Regions from separate parts of the Rattus norvegicus genome. Here region 2 is linked to region 1. A link is a contact called in public Hi-C data. All regions are on one chromosome and are shown on one strand. Each heading gives the region's core, a stretch centred on a gene start, on an enhancer-like site or on the middle of the called end of the contact. The rest is flanking DNA. Distances are from core to core; before and after follow the strand shown.

Region 1 (4,391 bases), core at 1,207-3,706:
AACTCAGGTTGTCAGGCTTGTACAGACTTCACCTGCTGAGCCTTACCGTCTCATTTTGGTTTCTTTTGTTCATTGTGCTAAGGGTAAAATTTAAGACTTAGGAGAGACGTTTCTGTGTGTACATATATCATGTCACAGGTGCAAAGAATTAATGTTATAAAATAATGTACAAGAAAATACCTAAAACATGAATGTTTTAGAATTTTTATTAGTACTTTATGGATGAAACATGGGAATTTAAGAAAGTCTTCATCTCTGCTTACATTTTTGCCCCATTAATGCTTCTTGGACAAGCAGATCTTGAATTGGCAATTCTCCTACTTGAGTCTCTCGAGTTTAGATTACAGACAAACACTAGCTGAGATGAAGGAAGCTTTTGATGACAAAATGTACAATGTTTTTGACATAAGACCTGTAGCTTAAGCACGTTTTCTCTTTGCTAGGCTAGGACTAGACTCAGCTGAATCTACCCACCCATCCCTATCTCTTCTCTCTCCTCAAACTCTTTTCATCATCTGCTCTACTTTTTTTCTTCTTCACTCTGAAGATGAATTTTCTCAAGCATTCATCAGGATACACAGCTCCAAAGAATTCCTCAGTCTCCAAGTCCCCAAGGCATCATCCTTTTGTGATTACAATCTATCCATAAATATAGACCCTCGTGCTTAGCATGAAATGGTCATTTTGATCTGACCAACTGCAGTGGCATGGAACAGATGGCGTGGGAAAGAAGTTTGTGTATCTGCTTATTGGCTGAAGCTTTGTTAGTCTAGTCTGGCTTCAGCTCGATGTTCCCGTTTCTGGCCCAAGAAGGTGCACTGACCTATGTAATCACCGCAGGTGATATCTTGGGTTGAATAGCTCTGCTCTAAGTGTTCTCATCATCTTTGGGTCAGTGAGGTTTTCCCTTGCACGTATTTTCCAGGTGATGGCAAAAGGCAAATGGAACTGGGCATGGTGGCACACACTTGTAATCCTGGAAGTTAAGAAGCTGAAGCAGGAGAATCACTATTAAAGCCATCCTGAGATACTCTATCAGTTAATTTTCTATTGCTGGGATAAAATTGCACGGCCAAGGCAACTTAAGGATGAGTTAATTTGATGTAAGGTTCCAGAAATATAACAGTTCATCAGGTGGGGAGGCCTAGTAGCAAGAGACAGACATGATGGCAGGACTGGAAAGCTGAGAGCTCACATCCTGAATCACAGGCACAAAGCAGAGACAGTGAACTGGAATTGATACAAGGTTGTGAACCTCCATGCTTCTGCACAATGATAGACTTCCTCCTACAAGCTGTCTTTCCTGAACTTTACTAAGCAGTGCCACCAATAGGAAACCATGTTTTCAAATATCTGAACCTATCGGGGGACATTCTCATTCAAACCACTACTTTCCATCCCTGGCCTGTAGACCTAATGACCCTGTTATAATACAAAATGCATTTAGCCCAACTTGAAAGTCCCCATAATCTTTCAAATTCAACACTCCTTAAAAGTTCAGCATCTCTTCTGAGAATCAAGACAGTCTCTAAACTGCATAACAACACTGAAAAATCAAAAGTTCCATACTTCCAACACATAGTAGCACAGAATATACATTACCTTTCAAAGTGAACAAATGGGATCAGTGTATGGATATTGCACCATAGAAAGACTGAAACTCAGTAGGGAAGTGTCAAACCCTACAATTCCATGTTGTATGCTGGAACTTTAGTTTCAAAAGCTTACTTGGATCTGCTCCTCTAACTTTGCTGCTTATAAGCTTATATGCTATAGCATATACCTCTGTCATGGGCTGGTTCCACACTCTGTATGCATCCTTTCTTGCCAGACATCCCATGACTCTGGCATATCCAACATCTTGGAGCTCCACTGCACTCCAGACTTTACTCCAACAGCTTCATGCAATGATCTCTCATAGTTTCCTTTCCTCAAAAGAGCCTTCATGCATGGAATCTACTGCTACACGCTGTCTGACCTCAGTGCCTCTTTGAAACAATGTAGGAAGAATATAAAACCCTTTCACTCTTGCTTCCTTTGTGTTTCTAAAGCCAGAACCATGTAGATGACACTGTTAAGTTTGGCTGCTTGATTGAGGTGGCCCCTCCCCTCCTTTGAATTACATTAGTAACAGATCCTTAATGGTACTAGTCCCTTTATTTCTTACAGCAAGAGCCTTGGTTGCAACATTAAGCCTCTTAGTGCTCCTTATTTTTCTTCAGACTGTGCGTTTTGTATTTCTTTCAACATCATTTGTCCTTTCTTATTGTAAACCTCCATAATAATTATTAATAATAACAATGCAATAAATTCAGTATCATGCTGCCTTGAAATTGCCTCCACCAAAGAAACTAATCGATCAAATTTCAATTTAGCCTCAGTCCAGGTCTTAGTGCAAGGTCAGAATGCAACTAGATTCATTGCCAAACATCACAGACTGGCCTCTGACCTACTTCCTAATATTGTCCCTCTCTGAAACCTCTTCAGCTGGGCCTCCACAGTCCACATTTTTCTCAGCGCTACTGTCTTCTAGATACATACTAGAAAGGCTCTGTACACTCTTCCCACAGCATTTAACCATTCTCCTGGTACAAACTTCCAAAGCTTTCCACATTCCTCTAAAAATGTGTCAGATTCTTGACAGCAACAGTTCCTACTCTCTGGTACCAACGTCTGTACTGCTTTATTTTCTGTTGCAGTGGAAAAATGCATTGACCAAGGCAACTTAAGGAAGAGAGAGTTTATTTTGGATGATGATATAAAGGAATGAGTCTGTTATGCTAGAAAAGCATAGTAGCAAGACATTGTGGTAGGCACTGAAAGCTCACAGCTCACATCTTGAAAGGCAAGCACAAAGAAGGGGTAGTGACCAGAAAGTGGCAAAAGGCTTTTAATATCTCTCTCTCTCTCCCTCCCTCCCTTCTTCCCTCCCTCCCTCCCTCCCTCTCTCCCTCTCTCCTTCTCTCCCTCTCTCTCCCCCTTTCCCTCTCTCTCTATAATATTTAAAAGATTTATTTATTTATACACTGTAGCTGTCTTCAGACACACCAGAAGAGGGCATCGGATCCCATTATAGATAATTGCGAGCCACCATATGGTTGCTGGGGATTGAACTCAGGACCTCTGGAAGAGGAGTCAGTGTGCTTATCTGCTGAGCCATCTCTCTAGCCCAGGTTTTGAACCTCAAAGTGTGACTCCAGCTATAAATTTTTTCTAGTAAGACTGCATCTCCTAAACCTCCCCGAACTGTGCCATCAACTGTAGACCAAGTGTTCAAATATCAGATATATGATGTCTCCTATGGAAGACATTATCACTCAAACCACTGCAGCTACATAGCAATATCCTTTTAAAAGAAAAGTGCAGGAGGACAAAGAAAATATGCTACCCCAATCAAGAATCAAAACTTGCACCTGGATACTTCCATTCAAGTTTTATTCTCCAAAGTAACTTATATTATCCAATCACAAAGTCCAGGGACAGGAGTATAAATACTCCATAATATGAACTTAGCATGACTGCATCCAAGTGTGAGCCTGAAGAATCAAAGCTGACAGTGCCACCTAGCACATCTTTCCCCTTTGATGACTTATGTCATCATTGGACCAACACAGATGAAAATCATGGTGACTAATGATAGGAATTGAAGACATAAATTCAGGTGATAGAACTGACTTCTTTGTAATACTCACTTTTAAGGTTGCTAACCATCAAAATCTTGACATTTAAATGAGTAAAGGAAGCCAGGAATAGTGACTCAGATCTGTAATCTGTGTTTAGGAGGCTAATGCAGGAAAGGTTATTGTGCATTCCAGGAAAGCCTGAACTACACAGTGAAATCCTGTCTTAAAGAGTCAATTTAACAGGGCTATAGAGATGGCTCTGTGGTTAAGAGCACTGGCTGTTCCTCCAGAAGACTCAGGTCAAATTCCTAGCACCCACATGGTAGTTCACAACAGTCTATAACTCCAGTTACATGGGATCTGATGACTTCTTATATATCACAGACATTCATGCAGATGAAACACCTGTACATATAAAATTATTTTTAAATTTAAAATACCCCCATACCTATATTATTATGTAGGCCTGTTTCCTATTTGTGGATTATTGTTTATATACAGGGGTGAGGACAGGCACAAGATAAGGCAAGGCCTGTAATTGGGCAGTGAAAAAGTAAAGTAGGCGAAGAGTTTAGAATTGGCAGGAAAGAGAGAAGTGGGTGGAGGAGGAGAAGATGGAGGAGGAGAAGGATGACCCATCTCTGTGTGGCTTTATATAGCCACAGGTAGCTTTGAAAATCTTATAAGGGATGGATAATTACAGGACAATTTGTCTTACCTAGGTGGGCAATTTATATAAATATTAATTGGCTCTGAGTATATTATGTG
Region 2 (4,391 bases), core at 960-3,459, 120 kb after region 1:
TCCTGCTCAAAATCTGGCCTGACAATAAACATTCATGGACACATATGCAATGTTGTACATAGTGACAAAATAAGAAAAAGTCAGCATACATTATCACAGAGGATTTACTACAATGAAAGACGTTTATAGATGTTGACATAGATGAAATTGTCACCACTGTCTAAAGGCTACCATTTCTTCTTGTTATTATTTTGAGATAAGTTCTTACAGCCCATGCTGGCCTCAAGATCACTATGGAATCAAGAATGGCTCTGATTCTATTATCTGTGACTATCGAGTGCTGGGATTACAGGTGTAATCCATGACACACAGCTGTGATACATTTATACTCACAGCCTTGATGGAAAGTGGGAGCCCTAGCCCAAGATCATTTATGAAATAGCACCCAACATTTTACTTTGATTTTTTTTCCTACCAGATTATACAAAACAATGTTGGGTGGTGGTTCCAGATCACTGCCTCCATTTGTGTTTAGCCACTAAGGTGTCCTTTGTACCCATCTCAGTCTAGTCTCCTCCAGTGTATTAGTTTGTCCTTACTGAAAGTATTCTCCAAGAGACAAGCTATGTTCTAGCTCACTACCATCCAAATGCCTCCCACACCAATTGGCAATCTCTTTTTGCTATTGCCATTGCTCCATTCTTACATGCAGTTTCAATTATTAATTTTACTGATTACGGTATTGGTTGGGTTTTTATTAACATCCCACATAATCCTGGTGACTGTCTTGCAACAAGGAAGAGATTAATGTAGAATCCTTTCCTAATTGAGGAAGAGAGAGTCTCTGAAGTGTTAAATATTTAAGATGAGAGCCAAAGATTATGGGAGATAGGCCAGGGATAAGTATAGAGCCTAAGCTCTCAGGATTGAAGAATAAAGTATCCCTTGATGGTCATTTGGATAGATGGAACTGGGATAGGCTCAGCACAGCTAGGATCTGCAGTACTTCAGTGAACAGGCAGAGATGGGGTTAAGCAGAGAGACCACATATCACAAGGGCCTGATATATCTAGATGTTTGGTTGATGTGTAAACAGTATACTGATAAAATTAAATTATCTGTGGGAGGTAGTTGGAAAATCAAGACTGATAAAATACTAGGTCGCAGCATTGAAATTAGTTAAAGAAAATGTTAATATTGTTATATTCAAAAATGGAGGATAAATTGTTTATCAAATGAGCATTGATATGCAAAATACAGACTTCACTGTGTCTTCTTCCTTTTACTTGGCAAATGCTGTTGTTATGAACTGAAGTAAGGGATGATGCCATTTTCTTGGAAGAACAATATTGCTTGGTATCATAACTGTGTGATATTAACTGCTTTCAACTATACCGCAGAACAACATATTCTAAATATAGGCTTTGGAGTTTATAAAGTTGAGATTCAACCTTGCTTTCAGTAGACAGTGACTGAATGACTTTAGGAAAGGCAGTTTTTCTCTCATATACTTTTTATTAACATATACTGTATTAATAAAATAGTCTGTATAGTCCATATGATAATACAACTTATTTTGGTGTTGTCATCGATGCATACTATACATTTTGATGACCTCCTCCCATAACTTTCATAGATTGCCCTGCTACTCCTGCTGCTTCCTGTTCTTTCCCATAAAAGGACTTTTTAATAGTCATATCTATCACCTTGTCAGTTTTCTCATTTGACAGCTATGATAATAATTAATGTCAAATATTGTTGAAAGATTAGAAGTCAAATATAGAAAGCAACCAAAGCGGAGTTGCTATCATATTTGATCCAACTTACTCTATCTGCACTTTTCTTTTCCCCCTTTTTCCTGTTTTTCCTTTGTATCTTCCTCTTTTCTTTCCTTCCCCTTCCTTCCTTCCTTCTTTCCTTCCTTCCTTCCTTTCTTTCTTTTTTTGTTTTTAAGATCAGGTCTCTATATTTAGTCCACGCTGCTTCTAAACCAATGATCCTCAGCCTCAAATTCCCAATGCACAGGATTAGTGTATGCCCCACAAAGTACTTCTGTGTCTGCCTTTGGTTTGTTTGTTGTTTTGTATTTTAAAGACAAGGTCTTACTCTGAAGTATAGCTTAGCCCAAATGAACCTTGAAGTAATCAATTCTTCAAGTGTTGGGAATATGCTACTACACCCAGTAGTTGATTAAGGTCAAGGTTCAGCAAACCACAGACCAGGACTATGTTTTTATAAATAAAGTCTAATTGGAACACAGCCATAACAGTTTGCTTGCATGTTGTCTGTGTCTACTTTTCTTCTATGACAGCAGAGTTGCAACAGACTCTGTATGACCTGTAATACTTTAAATATTTACTATCTTAACAGGCATTTTTTAGATGTCTCCTTTACAAAGTCCTTTCTCTTTAGTTCTTTTCACTTTGTTTTTCTTTCATAGTTTGGTTCTCATTATGTAGCCCTAGCTTGCTTAGAATTTGTAGATAAATCTGACCTTAAACTTTTGATCCTCCTGCCTCTGGTTCCCTAGTGTTGGGATTAGACATGTGCTATCACTAGGTTTTCTCTTTGATCCTGTGTTTGTGCTGATAGAGTATAAGTCAAATGTATGACTAAATACAGAAGTTATAACAAGAGTTTTATGCTATACGTACACAGACACACACAGAGATCTAGGAGGACAAATTTATATTGAAGTTTCTTCAGAAAACCAAGTAAATGATTGAAAAGTACTGCACTTTAGCCCATAGTTCTAGTTTATGAATTTGTACACCAGGCTAATTTCGGTATGCCACTGTCTGGTAATGATTAATGTAAGCTACATTTGCCTAGAACATCTAATCAGCAGATGTCCTTGAATGTCTTCTTTTCACACTTAACCAGTGATAGAATCTAAACACACACACACACACACACACACACACACACACAGAGAGAGAGAGAGAGAGAGAGAGAGAGAGAGAGAGAGAGAGCGAGAGCACGCATAAGCTTCTCAAGCTTCTGTAATATAAGAAGTAAAAATCAAACAAAGTATATGAACAACTTAATCCATTAGATTCAGTGGCTCAAATAAAATTAACTATGCCCATAAGATATAGTGATAGATGTTTTTACATTTGATAGGCAATAAAAATTATTATGAAAAATGCTAGAAACAAACTAAAACAGTCCCAGGAAATTTTCATTCTCTGTTTTGTGATTTTTAATTCTTTTTAGGATTCTGTAATACACAATACTGTGTTCATTCTAGTGGTCCATTAAATAGTGGTTACAAGATGAAGTAATCTTTTAAAAACTAAGTTATATCAGTCTACCTATCTATCTATCTATCTATCTATCTATCTATCTATCTATCTATCTATATATCATTTATTTGTGTGTGCATATAATGGCACTAATGTGGAGCTCGGAAGAAAACTTGCCAAAGTTGGTTCTTGCCTTGTACCAATCGGTCTTGGGGATCAAAGTGAGGTCATCAGGCTTGTCAGTAAATGCTTTTACCTAATGAACTGTCTTACCAGCTTTGCTTTACAACTCCTTTTTGGTCAGGGTCTTGCTATATAACTCAAGTTGGCCTTAAACTCACAGCTATGTTCCTGTGTCAGTTTTCAAAGTGCTGGTATTATAGACTGGGGCTGTAAAGTGCAGCTCAATTCTATTATCTTTGTATATTTGTTTGTAATTTCTGTGCAGCGTTAGTCTGCACAGCTTCCGAACTCTTTCAGAAACCTCTGTGCTGTGCTCTATACTGCCCTCTGCTGCCAGTTCTCAGAAACATCAGATTCTTGGTAAATCAACTAGAACTCTTCCTAAATTCAGGCAATAGTCATGTTTCGGAACACTCTAAAGATAATGGAATACTCAATTTAAACACAAGCAGCCGAGTGTCTGAAAAGTTAAGTGGTGTGATTGTAAATTCTGTTTTATAACAGAGAGTGTCTGAGTGCCTGGTGACTTTGGATGCATTGTTCCAAAGCTGCTCAATTTTAATACCTGAAACTAAAACGGGATCTCTTCAGTACTCCCGAAACTCCTGCTGTCTTTACAAAGGTCTGTGACAAGGCAATGTGGTGTGCATCATGGGGCATTATTACAGATACCAGAAAGTTTCAGAGGCTCCCACCTTCCTATTCTTGGAAGCTGATTTTATTGACTTTAAGCAGTAACTTAACTCTCTGGTGGAATCAGTCTTCCTCCTTCTGTCTCTCCCTCTGTCATTTCAGACATGGTCTGTCAGTGGAGTCCTGGCTGGCCTGGGTCATAGCATAGAGATAAAGCTGTCCTCCTCCTGTGTTTGGCTCTCAAGTGCTAGTCTTCTGGATATACTTCATCATACTGGCATTCCCTAGACATGGATATTTGTACTCAGATATCCCATTTCTTGTAGGCTTAAGATGAACAAGGCTAAACATGCCCCCAGCCCCATTTCAGAGAGCACTAGTGCCATATCC

What was found. Hi-C and Micro-C count contacts between places; a contact is called where the count stands out from the background.
Region 2: a Hi-C map of liver shows a contact between it and region 1, with 5 times the contacts expected there. The contact joins two enhancer-like sites. A contact is called at or near these places in 2 of 12 Hi-C or Micro-C datasets (the A7r5 cell line and liver).

The regions. Positions count from the first base shown.
Region 1 is chrX:54,238,200-54,242,590 of GRCr8, forward strand. No RefSeq gene overlaps it. Among named protein-coding and RNA genes, the nearest start is that of Gk, 51 kb to the left of the region's middle. Within about 2 kb of position 2,457, at least 2 of the 93 cell types and tissues checked have an H3K27ac peak or open chromatin away from gene starts, as enhancers often do. A contact at or near this core is called in liver, where this site is marked.
Region 2 is chrX:54,360,177-54,364,567 of GRCr8, forward strand. All of the region lies in intron 1 of Tasl (TLR adaptor interacting with endolysosomal SLC15A4), which reads left to right. Among named protein-coding and RNA genes, the nearest start is that of Tasl, 7.6 kb to the left of the region's middle. Within about 2 kb of position 2,210, at least 1 of the 93 cell types and tissues checked has an H3K27ac peak or open chromatin away from gene starts, as enhancers often do. A contact at or near this core is called in liver, where this site is marked.